Linked DNA regions of Rattus norvegicus: region 2 is linked to region 1. A link is a contact called in public Hi-C data. All regions are on one chromosome and are shown on one strand. The core of a region is the stretch at or near the end of the contact, and the rest is flanking DNA. Distances in the headings are between cores, read along the strand shown.

Region 1 (3,099 bases), core at 266-2,765:
AACTGCAGATAGGTGGGGACCTCACACCAGTGTCTTCACTTCAGCCTTTGCAAGGAATACTTGTCAGGGCTGGTCTGCCTACTGCCATGGAGTAGGTAGGTGTCATAGCAACCCAAGAGGGAAGAAATGGGACCTCCCCCAACACAACTCTGTACGTGTGAGTGTGTGTGTGTGTGTGTGTGTGTGTGTGTGTGTGTGTGTGTGTGTGTGAGAGAGAGAGAGAGAGAGAGAGAGAGAGAGAGAGAGACAGAGACAGAGACAGGGGAGAGAGACAGACAGACAGAGATACAGAGAGAGACACATTGAGATTGATTTAGAGCTCTCAAATAGAAACCTCTTTAAAAATCAACTTGCCCTAGGTTTCTATGCGGACTGCCAGCCATTCAGGTCGTATTGTGACTTAAATAGATACTTTTCAATAGCGGTAAGACATGAGAGCACAGTTCAACCTCAGCACTGTTGACATTTGGGGCTGGAGAATACTTTGATGTGGAGAGCTGTGCACTGTCAGATATTCAACCACTATTCTGATCCCCACCTACAGTAGCACCCCAGCATGTTACCACCGCTAAGCATGCCTCCAGCTTTTGACAAAGGTCTCATGAGGGCCACCCCAGCTCCCTGATTAAAATCGCTGCTGAGAAGGAACAGAGTTCTTGAGGAAAGAAGAGATTTTGTTTGCTTGCTTGCTTGCTTGTTTGCTTGTTTTGCAAGACAGGGTTTCTCTATGTAGCCCTGGCTGTCCTGAGGCTTGCCCTGTAAACCAGGTTGGCCTCAAAATCAGACATCATGAGTGCTGGGATTAAAAGCGTGGACCATCCTCCACCCAGTTTAGGAGAAGAAATTTCAAAGCAGACAACGTGGAAGCTCTTAGGCCTGGTTACTACTGATACCCCATTTGCATCTCCGACTCAAACTCCACTGTCCTTTTAACTTTTGTTTGCTTGTTTATTTGGTTTGTTTTTAAGATAGTCTCACGATGTAAGCCAAGCAGACCATAAATTGACAGCCATCATCCTGACTCAGCTTCCTGAGTGCTAGGATTTCAGGCATGAGGCAGCAAAACTTCCTGTCGCAGAGATGAGAGACACGCGCATGCTCTGCATGGAAGCTGCCTTCTTCTCAGCTCTTACTACTTCCAAAATATGAAATGTTATACAGTGTAGATTATCCTGAGACTCACCCCCACTGTCTAAGTGACTAGGCTAAAGAGCCCCACCCCTACATCCTTATTCCCTCCTCCCAGCCCTGTTTCATCAAGATAACGGATCTCAGTACCGCTGTGTGAGAGGATGCAGGCAGGGGAGCCGCCCCAGGGTGCAGTCCCCGGCCCAGCTCCCGCTCGCCCGAAGCTGCCCCGCACCCCACGGGCCGCCATCTTGCGGTGAGACGAGCCATGTAAACAAAGCTGGGAGCTGGGCTGGGATTTAACGGGGGATGTGTGCCGGCTTCCAGCGCTCCTCCGCCCACAAGCCTCAACCACTGTACAAACTGAGCATGACTGTTTGCTTAGTGGCTTTATTGACTCAGGTCCCGCCTCCCGGGCAGGTGGCCTGGCGGCCACTGCGTCCTTGTTCCGCCTGGCTCTCCCCCAACGCCACCGCGGCCTCCCTGCTGAGGCGGCCTTTCTTTATTTCACTTCAGACCTTTGAAGAGTCAGGCTATCAGCTGACTCAGGTGTACTATTTCATTTTTAAACAGGCATTATTCGCTCTGGTCGGTATTTTCAGCTAGCAGAGGGTTTGTTGTGTAACAGGTACTTTTTCCTGGTCCCAGTTGAAGAACGTTTGGCTGAACTCTGCGGGGTTGCCCTGGCTCTACAGCGTTAACTCTTTGTGACCCCGGGGCTTTATTTGTCAGTGGCTTCCAAAGAGACCTAATGGGTCATTAAGATGGGCTACAGACCATCTTCTAACCAGCCAGGAAGCCTGGCTTCACTGCGGATTAGGCACAAAGTGACAGCTTTGAAAAAAAAGGAAACACTGAAAAAAAGATTTTCCTCGTTCATCAGGACAAAACTGTCAATTATTATATCGCTTTCTGATGTGCCTTGCTAGACAGGGAAAGGGAGGGCCAGAGAGGTGGTGTGGCTTGCTCTCAGTCCCGGAGTGACTGCAGGCAGAGCATGAAATGGAGCTCAAGTCTATATGGTTCTAAACCCAGTCACGCCTCAGCTTTCTATGACAGAACACTATATTCTGCCACTCATATCTGAGAAAAGGGAACCTCACCAGACCCCAAGTCAGGCACTAGCTAGCCCATGGGGTGTTACGGGTAGTGTGCTGCGCGTCTGCCCACAGTCAACTGGCAGTTTCTGAGCAGTGTGGAATGATAATTCTCTCTTCTCTGTGCCAGAACTGCCCTTGCACAACTCCCTTAATCTTCCTTGTCAGAGAGTTGAATTCGTGTGGCACACACATAGTAACATGCACCCCGTACACAAATCGGTATGTATGTATGTATGTATGCATGCACAGACCTACACTTCGACCATATGTACCCATGCCTTTTTAAAAGAGTAGCCTGTTACTTTTTTATTTTATTTTATTTTTTTTTCCGGAGCTGGGGACCGAACCCAGGGCCTTATGCTTGCTAGGCAAGCGCTCTACCACTGAGCTAAATCCCTAACCCCTGTTACTTTTTTTAAAAAGGATTTATTTATTATACACACTGTAGCTGTCTTCAGACACAGCAGAAGAGGGCATCAGATCTCATTACAGATGGTTGTGAGCCACCATGTGGTTGCTGGGATTTGAACTCAGGACCTCTGGAAGAGCAGTCGGTGCTCTAACCACTGAGCCATCTCTCCAGCCCGTACCCATGCCTTCGTATACATGCGGTGCACATTCACACACATGCACATGCACACGCACACACTCACACATGTGCATCCTCATGTAGTCATACAATTTTATATCCATACACTCCACACACTTACATATCCACTGTTGGCATTCCTTCTAGGCTCTGGCCCACAGTTACCTGGCAACAACCAGGTGTGCCTGACTCACTCTGAGGGGGTTCTTGCCCCCTCCTCACTCTAGTCTCTTCTCCTCTTATCTTGCTTCTTTACCCTCTTCCCTTCTCTCCCCATTCCCC
Region 2 (3,099 bases), core at 218-2,717, 480 kb after region 1:
AGAAAATAAAAGAATAAAGTGAAAAAAAAGAGAAAGAAAGAGAGGAGTAAGGCAATCAACCAAATATGTAATAAAATAAAAACCAAAGTATGATTTTCAGAGATGCAAGGTGATGGCACTAAGAATAATTATTGTGCCATTCTTAAATGTTTTCTATACGTTTGAATTATAGAGTTTTTTTTAAGTTTCCCCAAGCCCTCACAATGTATGTAATGAACACAGACATTAAAGGAACATCATCTACTCCTGAAAGGCTCAACTTGGCTAGCATCATACCTGAATCACACAGGAAAATGCCAGACTTGGAAAGGTAGCAGATTCACAGTGAGTCCAATGACTGTGTTCCAGCAAATCAATTCAATCCAGTTTCTCTTATGTGCCTATCCAAACCCAGAGATGCTCCAATCACAGAGATGTCCAAGTCACAGCAACGGCTGACCTCCAAGTGTCCCCAAACCACAAACATGGCTGAAGATACAAAACAAACAACAGCTTCCTAGAAACTGTGTAGCAATAGAGCTATATGTCTGTATACTATAATGGAAAGAGGAGAGGAAGGATGGAGAGGGGAAAGGAGAAAGAGAGAGAGTTGGGGGGAGGAGAGGGAGGGAGGAGAGGAGGGAGGGAGGAAGTGGAGAAGGGGAAGGAGGAGGTGGAGGAGGAGAGGTTGCAAAGTCATGGTTACCTGGATGTCTGTGAAGAAATAACTAATCTGTCTCCCTAGTCTCCTGCTCATTAGACCTCACAGGACTTATGAAAGACTGAGAGTGGCTCCTTGACCCACAGCAGTGTGTGCAGCGGGAAGGACACGACCATGATGCACCACTTGTACTTGACTCTATTCTGAAGACTCGCTGCCCCAGCCGCCATTTTCCTCTACTAGAACATAGCGATGCTGAGCAGGAAACAAGGCCTAAATGCCACAGTTTAGTAAACTGAAGGAAATGAGTGAAAACGAGAGGTTATTCACCAGTGTCTGCCATGGAGATCCATGAATGTAGTTTGGAGTTTTACGTTGAAGAAGTTCTAGCCCCAGTACATTATAAATTCTAATTAGACCAACAAGGGGAAAAGATTTTAAAAGGAACAATGCAATCAAACATGGACACTCTATTTAGAAGCAGTAATGTTAGCATAACAAGGGAGCTTAAAAAAAGAAAAGGCAAAATAAATATTAAACAGATGGGTGGTCAAATGTTGTTTTTCTTTTTAAGCACGGAGCCTTAATCTAAAGCCAAGCAGAGATGAGATAAACAGCAAGTTGCCCTCCACAGCCAAAGAGCATAATACCCAGGAAATTCAATGAAATCAGTCTGAAATACCAACTGTGGTTCATATGGGCTTGGAGCCCCGATGCCAAACGAAACATTAAAGGGAGTCTGCTATTTTTAGGGCTTTGTATCTTGGTGGCTGTGTAATGAATCAGGATGTGTCTTGGCAAACACACTGGCAGACGGAAAGATAACTTGTTTTCTTCCCAAAAATAGTTGGAGTCTCCTAAAATGTAGCAGGGACAGAGCAGTTAGGGTGTGTGGAATCTGACAGCCATTGACTCATGGCCGTGGTAGGTCAGACCTCAGGTCAAGGCCTGATACCTTGTCTACTTGCATAAGAGCCCACAGAAACCCAGGGGTGTCAGTGAGAAGGCAAGACAGCTCTTTGATTTACAGCATATGAGACATGTTACACTGTGTACAGGATATTCTGGGGACACTCAGAGATGAGATATCATCAGGTCACTGGCATGAAGATCTCAAGCTGGGAGATTTGCTAAGTCTCTCTCAGCTCCATTATACACATTTCGTCAAAAGAAAAGATTCTCTCCTTCCATGAGGCCTCAGCAAAACCCAAACCACTTCAGTGTCTGATCATCTCAGAGTTCTGAGGTGTATGATCCCCTGCAGGGCGTCTGTCACAATGCTCAGGCTCAGGTTTCTCTGGGGTCCTCCTCATTCTAAAAATGGAATTTTCTATGGCCAAGTGTGGATTGCAAACCCTGAGACACTCTAGTGCGTGGGGGTGGGTGGGGGTGGGAGCAGGGGTCACTAGCAATCAGCACGCTTTAACTTGGTGATACCTTGCAATTGTTTCAGGCTGACCAAAGATAGCCCAACCAGTTCTCTAATAGCTCTTATTCAAGCCTGTAATCCCAATGCTTCTGGAACATTCTTGGCAGCATAATGGGCCCTATATAAGTTGGGCTCAGTTATAACACTCTTGAGCATAAAAAGGGTTTCTGAGAAGGGCTCTCGGCAGTCATGCGGCCAGCTAGGAGGAAGGAAGTATGGAGATGTTCTGCCCGATGACAGCCATGCCTCTCTGTTGACCCTTGGCAAGACATGAGCACTTCTTCTCCAAGAGATGATCTCACTAAAACAAGTTAATAAGCACCTGACAGAAGTAAACAGGTAAAGAGCCCGGATTCAAACCCAGACAGTTCAGTTTCAAGCCCTCAAGGTTCTTAACACGACTTTATTATAAATAAAATTGTGCATATTAGGAGAGACTCTGATTACTTAGCCTTATGATCCATTTTTATTATTTGTGTGTGTACATGTGTGTGCAAGTTCATGGGTGTGGGAATCATCTGTGTACATATACAGGTGTGGATGTAGAGGTCAGAGGATGACCTCAGGTAACTTTTCCCAGGCACCATCCTTCATGTATTTTGGAGGCTTCAAGACCCATGGACCTAGAGGTTACTGAGTAGACTGGGCTGGCCAGCCAGCCCCACGAGTCCACATTTCTGCCTCCCTAGCACTGGGGTTGTGAGCAAGTGGCACTATGTCCCGCTTTACTTACACGGGCTCTGGGGATACAAACTCATGTCCTTGTGTATGCAAAGCAATCACTTCCACTTCCTCAAATGGACACTTCACAGTCCTACTTTGACTTACTTCTTTTTTTGGAATTATTTGTTTATTTTATGTATATAAGTACACGGACGCTGTCTTCAGACACACCAGAAGAGGGCATCAGATCCCATCACAGATGGTTGTGAGCCACCATGTGGTTGCTGGGAATTGAACTCAGGACCTCTGGAAGAGCAGCCAGTGCTCTTAACCTCTGAGCCATCTCTCCAAACCCTTGACTTAATTT

The links. Hi-C and Micro-C count contacts between places; a contact is called where the count stands out from the background.
Region 2: a Hi-C map of the A7r5 cell line shows a contact between it and region 1, with 2.8 times the contacts expected there. The contact joins two enhancer-like sites. A contact is called at or near these places in 3 of 12 Hi-C or Micro-C datasets (the A7r5 cell line, hepatocytes and liver).

What each region holds. Positions count from the first base shown.
Region 1 is chr7:70,178,041-70,181,139 of GRCr8, forward strand. No RefSeq gene overlaps it. Among named protein-coding and RNA genes, the nearest start is that of Grhl2, 110 kb to the right of the region's middle. Within about 2 kb of position 1,516, at least 63 of the 93 cell types and tissues checked have an H3K27ac peak or open chromatin away from gene starts, as enhancers often do. A contact at or near this core is called in the A7r5 cell line, where this site is marked.
Region 2 is chr7:70,661,449-70,664,547 of GRCr8, forward strand. It overlaps a transcript of Ncald not described here. Among named protein-coding and RNA genes, the nearest start is that of Ncald, 150 kb to the left of the region's middle. Within about 2 kb of position 1,468, at least 16 of the 93 cell types and tissues checked have an H3K27ac peak or open chromatin away from gene starts, as enhancers often do. A contact at or near this core is called in the A7r5 cell line, where this site is marked.